2 separate regions of the Ovis aries genome follow, and region 1 is linked to region 2. A link is a contact called in public Hi-C data. All regions are on one chromosome and are shown on one strand. Each heading gives the region's core, a stretch centred on a gene start, on an enhancer-like site or on the middle of the called end of the contact. The rest is flanking DNA. Distances are from core to core; before and after follow the strand shown. Region 1 holds the start of TXNDC9 (thioredoxin domain containing 9). Region 2 holds the start of REV1 (REV1 DNA directed polymerase).

Evidence for each region. A called contact is a pair of places that touch in the nucleus more often than the background predicts.
Region 1: a contact with region 2 is called in a Hi-C map of hypothalamus, with 3 times the contacts expected there. The contact joins the promoter of TXNDC9 here to the promoter of REV1 in region 2. A contact is called at or near these places in 4 of 16 Hi-C or Micro-C datasets (hypothalamus, liver, muscle and 1 more).

The regions. Positions count from the first base shown.
Region 1 is chr3:102,011,593-102,017,528 of ARS-UI_Ramb_v3.0, reverse strand. TXNDC9 (thioredoxin domain containing 9) reads right to left here and starts at 1,479. Exons shown (of 5, transcript XM_042246424.1): 1 at 1,135-1,479. EIF5B (eukaryotic translation initiation factor 5B) reads left to right here and starts at 2,541. Exons shown (of 24, transcript XM_060413928.1): 1 at 2,541-2,736. The coding sequence starts at 2,702.
Region 2 is chr3:101,857,383-101,863,210 of ARS-UI_Ramb_v3.0, reverse strand. It overlaps REV1 (REV1 DNA directed polymerase), which reads right to left and starts at 1,810. Exons shown (of 22, transcript XM_042246420.2): 1 at 1,617-1,810.

The DNA of each region.
Region 1 (5,936 bases), core at 230-2,729, 150 kb before region 2:
TTTAAAATTTTTATTTTATATTGGCATATAGTTGATTTACAATGTTGTATTTCAGGTATACAGCAAAGTGATTAATTTATACATACTCAATTCCCTTTTTCAAATTCTTTTCCCATTTAAGTTACTACAGATTACTGAACAGAGTTCCTTGTGCTATACAGTGTCTTTGTTGGTTATCTATTTCAACTGCGTATTTTAAAATAAGTTATTTTCTACCAGCAACAGTTAGATGGTGATTTTATGTACTTCTGGGTTATTACCACAGAAATTTATAAGTTGTCAAAGCAGGAGACTGTTGATCTCAACTAACTATGATATGTTTTCAACTACTACTGAAGCACTTTTAAATAATCTGAAATTTGTGAGCTCATTTGCCCAGCTTCTGACACAGACTGGCCCACCAGACCCTCTATTAACTGTTGAACTGAATTGAAATAGTTTTCCTGCAAAATTCTCCTCTGATTCCATTTTTTTTCCCCACATGAAAAGCAGTCTAAAAGCATCCTGGATTTTATCTTTGTATTCCTGGAGCTAGCAATGTGGGGAACACTGCAGGTGTGCAAAAAATATTTGTCAATGGTTGAAGTAGCATGTGTCTAGCTATTGTTCAAATTATGGTTATGTTTTAAAAGTATGTCTGGGTTTTAAAAACCAAAATGTAAGTTCCTCACAGGCGATAAACTTTTAAAGGACCTGCATTTCAAATACAGGAAATGAATTTCACACTCCCTACTTCTCAAGAAAAACTTAAGGCTATGACTCTCAGGATCGGGGAGGATGAGACAGAAAAGTAGTATGTGTTAAACACAGACTTGCTTGCCAGACCTTGTTCTTTACAAGGGGCGTAGCGGATGCTTGTCCCTGGAGTTTTACAGGCTGAGCTCAGAATTTAACTCTGGATGATTGGGAGGAGACGCGATTAACAAGAGTTGTTCTAGGGGGCAGGTTGTGCTGGTCATTGCCTTCAGAAAGGGGGAAAGGAGATGGTGCAGAGATAACTTCATTCTCCAAACCAAAAGCTTCCGATTCTTTTTTCAGTTCAACTGAATGGTGGGGAGGGACGTGTCCTGAAGTTACCTAACCATTTCCGCGATTCCCCTGTATGCACCCGCCAAAACAACCAGGGGGCCTCACCGTTAACCGCGCGGCAGCCGCTTCCCAAAAGTACCCTCGCCACTCCCCGCACCCCGGGAACAGACGAGGGCAGAGGCGAGGGGCCCCCAGCTTCAAAGCCTCCCCGGCGCATGCGCCAAAGCCTCCCCCGTGGCGGGGACTCCAGGGCCCGAGCCGCGCCCCTCCCTCGCCTAGGCAGGATGCGGAGCAGTCGGGCGTCCGTTAGCACCAGGATGTATGGCCGGTTTTTTCACGCCACTCTCTGCCTCACCTGAGCTCTCGGCGATACCTGAGATACGAAGAACCAGCCTCTCCAGAAGAGCAATCCTCTCTGGCTTCAGCCTCCAAGCAGCTGCGGGTAGCTGCGAAGCGGCCGTCACTACCGCCTCCTCATTGGCCGCGGATCTCACGCGATAGCAGCTGCGACGTCCCAGGAAGTGGAGGTAGTGCGGAGGAGGGGGGCAGTGCGCGCGGCGAGCGCTTCTGCGCGTGCGCCCTTCTCCACCTTTCCTGTGCTCCGGCTCTCCGAACTCTCGGCGTTTGAACGAACCTTTCCCTCCCTCCGAGTAAACAGCCGAGAGGGCTGGGGAGCGAAGTACGCCGGAGATTGTAGTTTCTTTAGTGCTTAGCCTGGAGTCGACGTTCTTAGGCTCTGACACATCAACAGTGTTACATCAGAAAGGAAATAGCAATGACCCTGCTCTGAAGTGGCACTCCAATTTTGTTTCCATTCGGTTTATTGAAAAATTCCCCCCTTTAAAAAACAATTAAAGTATAACTTACGTGTAAGTTTTTACATAGTTAATACATAGAGTCGTTGTCCAGATCCGGATATAAAACACTTTTACAACCCTAGTATGCTCCCTCGCGACTTCCCTGACATAAATTTTTAGAGCTTGTTCTCGGTTTGAATGTAAAGATCATGATCTATTTAGGAGAATTAATGGGTGTGTCCTTTTTTTTTTATGGTTTGTTTGTTTTGGTAATTCATGGACATGACTACGAGGCTCAATATTGTGGATTTCTGTCTCCCTTTGGAACACCCAGACGGCTCACCCGTGGCTCACTATGCTTCTTTATTGAACTTCACGCAGCTGAGTACAGAGGGACAGAGGTTAAAGGTGGAAGGGAAGCCCAAAGTCGGCTTTTGAACTGAGATCCAATTCCCCAACTCTGCGTCCCCCAGCAGGGAGAGGGCCGACCGGGGAAATTGTCAACCTCATTGTCCACCTCCAGGTTCTAGAATCTTGAAACCCCGCGGACCTCGGAGCGCCGCGGACGCTTGCCGGAAGAGGGCGCTCGGGTTCCCGCCTGACGGACGGGTAACTAGAGACGCTCTACCCGCGGCGCAGCTCTCGATGAGCCGCGCCCTGCGTCCCCACGCCGAGGCGGCGGGGCGATGCGCTTGCGCACTCGGAGCTCACACCATATGTGCCCTGTCCCAGTGCGCGGGTCTGTGGAGAGCCGGGTGCGAGAGGTGGCAGCGCGAGGGGCACGGAGCCAAGCGGAGACCGAAGTCAGCCGAGGGACAGCGGGTCTGTGAGAGACCGAGTAGAGGGGCTGGGGCTGCGAGCGCCGCTGACACACGATGGGGAAGAAGCAGAAAAACAAGAGCGAAGACAGGTACTAGTGGCGGGGTCCTCACCGCGGCGGCCGGCGCGGCTCAGGGGGTCGCGCGGCTCCCGCGGGCGCGGGGCGGACCCAGGTCGAGGCTCGAGAGCGGCCCCGCGAGGCACAGGCCGGGACCCAGAGTGGGCAGCGCGGGCCCGAGACCCCAGTTCCGGGCGGGCGAGGAGGGCCTCGGCGGCGAGCGGGGTCCCAGCCGAGACTCCGTCCCCTCGCCCGGCTCGCGAGAAGGTCTCTGGCTTGAGGAGCCGGGAGTCGTTCTGGGGTTCGCGGTGCCGTGGGGCAGGGCTCGGGCGGCCTCACGGAGCCGGGGGCCGCTTGGCCACCGTGGCACGGGCGGGTGGGAGTTGTTGTTGCGGCGCTGCTCTTGGCGGAGGTCTGGAAGAGTTCTGTTCTTTTGCCTGTGTGCCTATGAATTCTTGGAGAGAGAAGGGTTTGGAATGCGACGTGCCTCCAGCCAGGTGGTTCTCCCCCTCGGAGCCTCTCAGGCACGTTAGAGACAACGCGAGGAGCGTAGCAGGTTGCTCTGTCTTAACTTCAGTTAATTTGGTTCAGCTTTCAATTACTTACGGGCTGATTGTCCAGACTCCATGCTTTTCGCGTTCCTTCTTCCGGCCTTTTGGTCATTTCTTTACTCGCTAGCACCTCCCCTAAGAAAGGAGGAGATGAAACAAACCAACCAGGGTCGCTCTTTTCTAACCACTTAAGAAGGCTTTGGGGGCGAGGGAGCTTAAGGGTGTATGTAGAGTTGAGTACCCCGAGATGATTGTAACATTCCTGGGTGTCATATTCGGTGGAGTTCTTTACCCCTCTTCATGGAAAGGGCTTACTTCCTGGGAGTGAACAACATATGTTATTTTTCACCTTTGTAAACTACTCACCAAAGTTAGTTCAGATACTGGGCATAATAAGAGAAATTCGAAAAACAAAAACAACACCCTGTGATAGTTCATTTCGACTCAAAACGTGTATTTGCTCTTGAAGTTTGAATGCGATTACTAGTTGTGATTTGGAATCCTGGGTCGTATCCTGACCTGGCCCTCACCTAGCTGTTGAATGGAGTTAAAAAGACACGAAGTGTCTTGTATTTCAGTTAGAGGTCTATTGGAGGAAGTTGGTTGGTTTGAAGAGTAGCCAGATAAATAAGAAAAAATAAGCAGAATTCTGGGGTGATCTAGTGGGGCAAAAATTTCTGTGCCTTTGACAGGATGTTTTGGTGCCTGAGATACTTCTTTTTCCTCAGCCTTACACAAGAAATGGAGAGATGAGTGTAGTAAAGCTTCCTGTACCGGTTACCCAGCTTCAGCCATTGTTGTCACGTGACTGGTCCTGTTTCATCTACCTGCTGGATATTTTAAAGCAACTCTGAAAATCGTTTCATGTGTAAATCCTTTAAGTGTATCTGAAAGGTGAATACCTGAGGGGGAAAAAAAACGCAGAAACACAGCCTAAAACACAAACACAATGTCATTAAACCCAAGGAATACTATCAATGGTTTCTTAAATAGTCAGTTGTCAGTTTTCTAATTTCACTGATCCTTATTTTAAGAAATCTTTTTTTAACAATTGGTTTGTTTGGATCAGGATTACAGAACTCTGTTATTTAGATTAAAAAACATACGTATGTGTTATCTTACTTTTCAAACTCTTTTACATTAGAAAAAAATCTATTGAGAAGAGAAATATTTATTCTTCTGTGTGTATTTTTTAGAGAAAAGTGTTACAGATTCATAACATTGTTTATGGATGACATAAAGTTTAAATTGCAAACACTGGAACCTGTTACGATTGGTTTGATAGGATAGAAAGAAGGCTATTGGATTTTTTTCCCCTCACACTAAATCTGCAGCCTTTATTTTTTGGCTCATGTTGAAGGAAAAATGGTGGCAGTGTCAGTGAAAAACACATTTTCTCATAAGCCAATACCAAGTTTCTTTGTTTTTTAATGCTTTGTGGATTCCTCCCACCTTCCCTTCCCTTCCCAGTTGTCTTAAGCCAGACATGTTTCTGCTCAGAAAGAACTGGGTGAGAAATGAGCACCTACTTATTAGCTGTCAGGTTAAGGCATTGGGCCACTTTTCAGTTACTGGAAAGAACATAAAATATGTGACTATTTTAATCTTTATATTGTTATTTTAAATTTTTAGCCACTCAGTGTTCATTTAGAATTGGATTTTACTGTCTAATCTGAGGGCTTCCAGGTGGTAAAGAACCCACCTGCCAGTGCAGGAGACAGAAGAGATGTGGGTTGGGTTGGGAAGATCCCCAGAATAAGGAAATGGCAACCCACTCCAGTATTCTAGCCTGGAAAATTCCGTTGACAGAGGAGCCTGGTGGGCTACAGTCCATGTGGTCACAAAAGAGTTGGACATGACTGAGTGCGAACACGCGCTCGCATTACACACACACACGCACATCTGATCTGAGGGATCTTATTTGGATTACATATGTTATATCAGTGACTGACCTTTAACATAGAGTTCTAGAATTTTGTTTTAGCTTATGAAATTCTGAGTGAGATTTTGATAGGTGTTAAGCAAGTTTCCTTTTTCAGTTGACTGGGGTAAGATTCAGTATTCACAGATCATACAGACAAAATACATGGCCAATATTTTTGTTTCTTCCCGGGCTTCCCTGGTGGCTCAGATGGTAGAGAATCTGCTTGCAATGCAGGAGGCCCACTTTCGATCCCTAGGTTGGGAAAATCCTCTGGAGAAGGGAATGGCAGCCCACTCCAGTATTCTTCCCTGGAGAATCCCATGGACGGAGGAGCCTGGCAGGCTGCAGTCCATGGGGTCACAAAGAATTGGACATGACTGAGCGACTGTGGTGTTGGAGAAGACTCTTGAGAGTCCTTTGGACTGCAAGGAGATCCAACCAGTCCATTCTGAAGGAGATCAGCCCTGGGATTTCTTTGGAAGGAATGATGTTAAAGCTGAAACTCCAGTACTTTGGCCACCTCATGCGAAGAGTTGACTCATTGGAAAAGACTGATGCTGGGAGGGATTGGGGGCAGGAGGAGAAGGGGACGACAGAGGATGAGATGGCTGGATGGCATCTCGGACTCGATGGACGTGAGTCTGAGTGAACTCCGGGAGTTGGTGATGGACAGGGAGGCCTGGCGTGCTGCGATTCCTGGGGTTGCAGAGTCGGGCACGACTGAGCGACTGAACTGAACTGAGTGACTAACACAAAAC
Region 2 (5,828 bases), core at 561-3,060:
TGAAGTTGGGAGTGCAGAAGATGAAGTGATCTTACATTTTCAAATACATTACTTTGAAAAAGTATTTTCTGCTTGAGATTCCAAAGAAATTAATCATAAAGATTCCCACCTTTAAAAAAAAAAATCTTAAATATCAATCGTTTACCATGAAGTAGGAGTAATGTTCTCTGAAAGTCTGGTACAGATTCTGTCCTCAAAAGACCTACAGATAAAGACAGGATGCAAATAAAAAGAAAATCATCAATAATATCTGAGAAGTGGCAAACAGCCTAAGGAGTGAATGAAGAGCCTTCTAGATCAGGGAAGGATTGCTGGAAAGAGAGGGACTCTAGGTGAGCTTTCCTGGAGAAAGGAATGGCAACCCACTTCAGTGTTCTTGCCTGGAGAATTCCATGGACAGAGGAGCCTGGCGGGCTACAGTCCATGGGGTCGCAAAGAGTCAGACAGGACTGAGCCAGTAACACCCACAGGTGAGCTTCCCCGAGTCTAGGAAGTACAGCGAGGGGGAAAGACTCTAGCAGCTTCTGCTCCGGCTAAGACGAGCCTACGTGCAAAAGCAGAGATGGAAGTTTGGAAAGCAGGTAGACGGTACCCAAGGTTACCTCCGTTCCACACTAAAGAGGAAAAGGCTAATTCTCGCAGACTATAGTGGACAGGCTAAGCAGACAGAATTAATCAGAATTACATAAAGTCCTTACCAGCTAGTTACAAGCTCTTTTATGGTACGTGCTAGTCTAGTTATTCTCATTTAAAGGATACCATCTCTACGCTGGACGTGACCTGAAAAGATGCGGAAGGCAGAAATAGTAGACTCAACACCTGCAATCCTTTTTTTTTAATCACAGGAGGGTTGGGGGGGGGGGGGTGGCGTCAACTAAGGAGTGATACACTAACGTTAATTCTTTCCCAACTGAGTTTCGGCAGTAAGAGCAAGGAAACATGTAGGGAAATGCCCCTCTCCGTCCACTCAAGTGCTGAATCATTTCACAAGGAGTGCAGTGGGCGAGGGACGCTTGTCAGGACAGTTGGGGACAGGTGCCCGCGTATTAAGGCAACAGATAAGTAACCAGGGAAAACAAGTGAGTAAAAACTGCCTTCGGAGAGTCCGACGCCGATTCCCGGGTCCGCGGGGCGGAGGGGAGACGCCACGGCGGGAGGCCGGGCGGAGCGTCCGGCGCGGGGCCCCTGCCGCCAGCCCGCGACGCTTGGAGCCCGGCCGCCCGCGCGCACGAATGAATGGCGCGGGGCTGAAGAGCCGGCGCGGCGCCGGCGCAGCAGCCGGGAGTTTGCGGCGCGGTCCGAGCGGGGCCGGCGCGGGGCGCGGCGGAGAGGGCCGCGGGCGCGGGTCGTCGGCGAGGCGCCTCCGCGGGCGGCCGAGCGCGGGCGGCGGCGCCGGGCCGGCCGCGCCATGGCGGAGGGGGAAGGGGAGGTCACGCGTTACATAACCCGGCAGCTGCCGCGCTTCGGGCGCCGCGGGCCGCCCAGGCCGCGAGCCCAACGGCCGCGGGGCCCGGGCCGGCGCGCCCGCCCCCGCCCCGCCTCAGGCCGCCGCGCCGGGCGACGCGGGGCCGCTCCCACCCCGCCCCCACCCCCGCCGCCGGCCCGGGGTCGCTCACCTTCAGCCCTGTCCCAGACCACCATGCCCGGGCGCGGCCGCCTCCTCCGGCCTCGCGGGCCCCGGCGCCGCCGCACACGGTGCCCTCGCCGGGGGCGGGGAGGAGGGCCGGCGAAGGAGTCGCACCGCCGCGCCGCGGTCCACGCTCGCCCCACGCTCGCGGCGGCCGGCCTGCGCGCGCTCGGCGCCCGCTCCGCCCCTCCCCCCGGCGGGCGCGCGCGCCGCGGCTCCGCCCCGCCCCGCCCCCTCCGGCGGCCGGCGCGCTCCCAGGCCCCGCCCCGCCCGGCCCCGCCCCGCCCCGCCCGCGGCTGCTTGAGCTCCGCCCCGCGCGGCGCCCGCGCCCGCCTGGAGCCCTGCCCTGGGCGATGGCGAACCGCGGGCGCCGAGCCCCTGCCCTCCCCCGCCGGCCCGCAGCGGGCCGCGCCTCCGTGGCACCTGACCATCTCGCTCGCGGGGGCGGAGAGGAGCGCGGCGCTGGTCCGCCTTCCGCATCGCGCCGCCAGCCTTGCAGCCCGAGCCCGTCGCGCCTTCCGCTTGGGTCGCGGAGCCGTCCCGGCCTCCCGGAGGCCCCGCCCGGCTCTGCGCTCCCGGGTCTGGGAGGGCACAAGTACGGGGACTGACCATGCTGGAAACCCTGGAAGATCCGTAAAACACCGGGGTCCCCCGCCACTAGCCGTTGACTCACAGTGACATCTAGTGACGGAAGGGACACTCGCGAACTGACACTTGGCTGTGTCAGGGGGCGACCGGGAATCAGGGCCCACGGAGATTAGTGGGAACAAACGCTGCGCCGCCGAGGGTGAGCGTTGCCAGCTCCTTTGGGGGCTCGAACACTGGTCCCTGCGCGACCAGGCTCGCCCTGCATTGCACCTGGATATTTGTAAACCTGCGGCAGGTGGCCCATCCCACATGCAGCACTGGGGTGACACGTGAAAGCAATTTGATACTGTCCAAAAAAAATCATATATTATCTATGTCTAAATACAATTATAATTGAGGACCTTCTGGCAAAAGACAAGTTGTTGCATAAGGACTGTTTTCCCTCTCTTGGCAGTTTTGGTTTGCCAGATCATCCCATATCTCCATTACAATAGTCTTTGTTGTTGCAATGCACGAGCATGAAGCGAACCCCCTAGCAAAGGCTCAACACTGTCCATTTATTCCCTTACCTGAAAGACTTGAAGAGTTTGCAAGTGCTTAGGAAACAGTTAGTACTCTTTTCAAAACTGCTTTTGCAGAGCAGAGACTTGTTTACTGGTGATTCAGCCCACTGGAGTGTGTTGCCATTGCCTTCTCCAGTATTCAACTTGTTTCTTTTTTCCAGTCCCTTCTTTTTTGCTGCTTTATAGCTGAGGAGCCTGGTAGGCTGCAGTCCATGGGGTGGCTAAGAGTCGGGCACTTCACTTTCACTTTTCACTTTCATGCACTGGAGAAGGAAATGGCAACCCACTCCAGTGTTGTTGCCTGGAGAATCCCAGGGACTGGGGAGCCTGGTGGGCTGCCGTCTATGGGGTCGCACAGAGTCGGACATGACTGAAGCGACGCAGCAGCAGCAGCAGCAGCAGCAGCAGACTTCTATAAATGCACTTCAACTTGAGTACTGAAAATGTACTGAAAATGTTCTTCTGAGATGTCATAATTTAATACAAATGGCATCGTTTCAACAGGACCACAAACAGGTACTGGCGGCAACATCAGGGTATCACCTGATTTTTTTTAATGTAAATCTATAAATGTCAGTATTCTATTAACATGAAATGGTAAAACTCAGTTTTCAAATTGAACTCACCTGTGAACTCTACAGGAAAAATACTTTTATATTTCCATTTTCTTTCCCACTCTCTCCTATCCAAGCCAAAGATTTTTTTCCCCTCTATTTTCTCGAGAAAGAAACACAGACATTGAGATAACTGACCTCAACAACACCTTTATAGAATATAGTAAAATGGTATTAGCTGCATTTTAGTGCAAACTGGTAGGCAGTCTCCAATAACAAGGTAGAAAACCCAGTGTGCTCTCTAGATAAAACAGGCTAAAAAGAGAGATACAGAATAGATAAATGTGTGTTTTATACCTACACATTTTGTATGCAGATATACACTAACCACAGAATCCTTTGGTACAATTTTGCCAAAGTTTTCTTTTGCCCATTCTAGAATATTCTGTTATGTTATAATATTCCAATAATATATTACACAGTGCCTAAAGACCCTTCTATTTCAATTTTATCCAGTCACCTACACTCATTCATTCATTTATTCACTTCCGTTTATTCTCATGAGGACTATCTTTCCCAGTCTAAGGAGAGCTGGCCTCACCTTTGGGTAAAAGCAGCTGAAAAGGCCACTCAGGACTCTCTTACATAGGGGAGCCCTTTGGGGGCACTGCACCTTACTCCTCTTTTCTGAACTTTATTAAAAATCATTTTTTAAAAGTCTAATATTAATGCCATCTCAAGATCCTGTGAAAGTGCAGACCCCTGACACCTGTAGGGACAGCCCTGGATAAGGACATGACCCTGCTATCTTTTAACCTCCATATCCAGCAGTAAACTCTTTTTGGAAACATCTAGTCTTCTCACATTCCTCTAGTTTTCTCACATGCCAACAACAGAAAATAAATACATGGAACCATTAAAAAACATAGATCTGTACTCAAGTCCCTTGGGTGAAATACACACTGTAACTCATGTATTTGCTCTTAGGAAGGAGTGATCTTGCTAATTGTTATAAGGCAGTATATGCTTTTATGTTATAAGGCAATTTATGCCAAAAGACAAAATAATAAGAAGGAGCACAAGCCCACAGAAATTTTGAGAGGAAAATGGAACCAGAATTGGCTTACCAAGACTTAATTCTTCTAAACACAGTACCTGTTTTTACAGAGCAAAGACACACCATGGGCAGATACGTATAATATCAGCCCTTCTTAAGGGCAGAATTCCATCTGTAACTGGGCTTCCCAGGCGGCGCTAGTAGTAAAGAACCCGTCTGCCAATGTAGGAGATTCAAGAGATGTAAATTCGATCCCTGGGTCAGGAAGATCCCCTGGAGTAGGAAATAGCAATCCACTCCAATATTCTTGCCTGGAAAAGTCCATTGATAGAGGAGCCTGGTGGGCTAAAGTCCATGGGGTCACAGAGTCGGACACGACTTAGCACACACAATGCCATCTGTAACTGACAGAATCCATCAGATTTGGAACTGTGGAAACAGCGGCCTGACTGTACCATATTGTGTTATATAAGGGGCTTGAGCCTCTGGGGATGTTGATATCTGAGGGGTTCTGGAATAAATCCAATACACTTAAATAACATAGTTCACAAAATCCTAGATGATTCAATAATTACTTATGACGAGCATTCTGAATGCCAGTCATCGTTGTGTGAATAGTGAACATAACGCAGGTCCTGGCCTTGAAAAGTTCCCAGTGTAGCAAGGGAAGCAAATAGACACCACATACCTGCCGTACAGGCTCAGAGCTGCTGCCAGAGAGTCGCCCATGAAGCACACAGGAAGGATGTCTGGGAGGTTTCCTAGAGAGAATGACATCCCAGGAAGAACTGAGAGACAAGGGGGATACCACTGCCCGTGGAGGGAGCAACACGTGTAAAGGCAGAGAAGGGAGGGAGAACAAAGAACATTCCAGAAACTGCCAAGTGTGAAGTACAGAGGGGCATGGGTGGGGGTGGGTGTGTGCTGATAAAGGAGGCTGGAGAGGCAAGCAGGGGTCAGGGCAGGCTAGGGCCCCATACGACTGGGTTTTGACTCTATCCTAAAGGCTTTAAGGGATAGTGTGGCTTTAGAAAGTCACTTTGTTTGCTGCATGGAAAATAGGTTTGGGAGGCAGTCAGGAGGACTTGTAATAGCCTAGGTGTTCAGGTGCAGGCTTAGAGGAGGCAGGGGGTTGCATCTGGCCTGGGTAGGGATTTTGCAAAGCAAGTATAATGAAGAAAAGGGCAAATGCAAATCAAAACTACAGTGAGGTACCACCTCACACGGGTCAGAATGGCCATCATAAAACATCTACAGACAGTACATTCTGGAGAGGGTGTGGAGAAAAGGGAACCCTCCTACACTGTTGGTGGGAATGTAAATTGGTGCAGCCACTATGGAGAACAGTATGGAGGTTCCTTAAAAAACTAAAAATAGAGCTATGATATGATGGAGCAATCCCATTCCTGGGCATATACCTGGAGAAAACCTTAATTTGA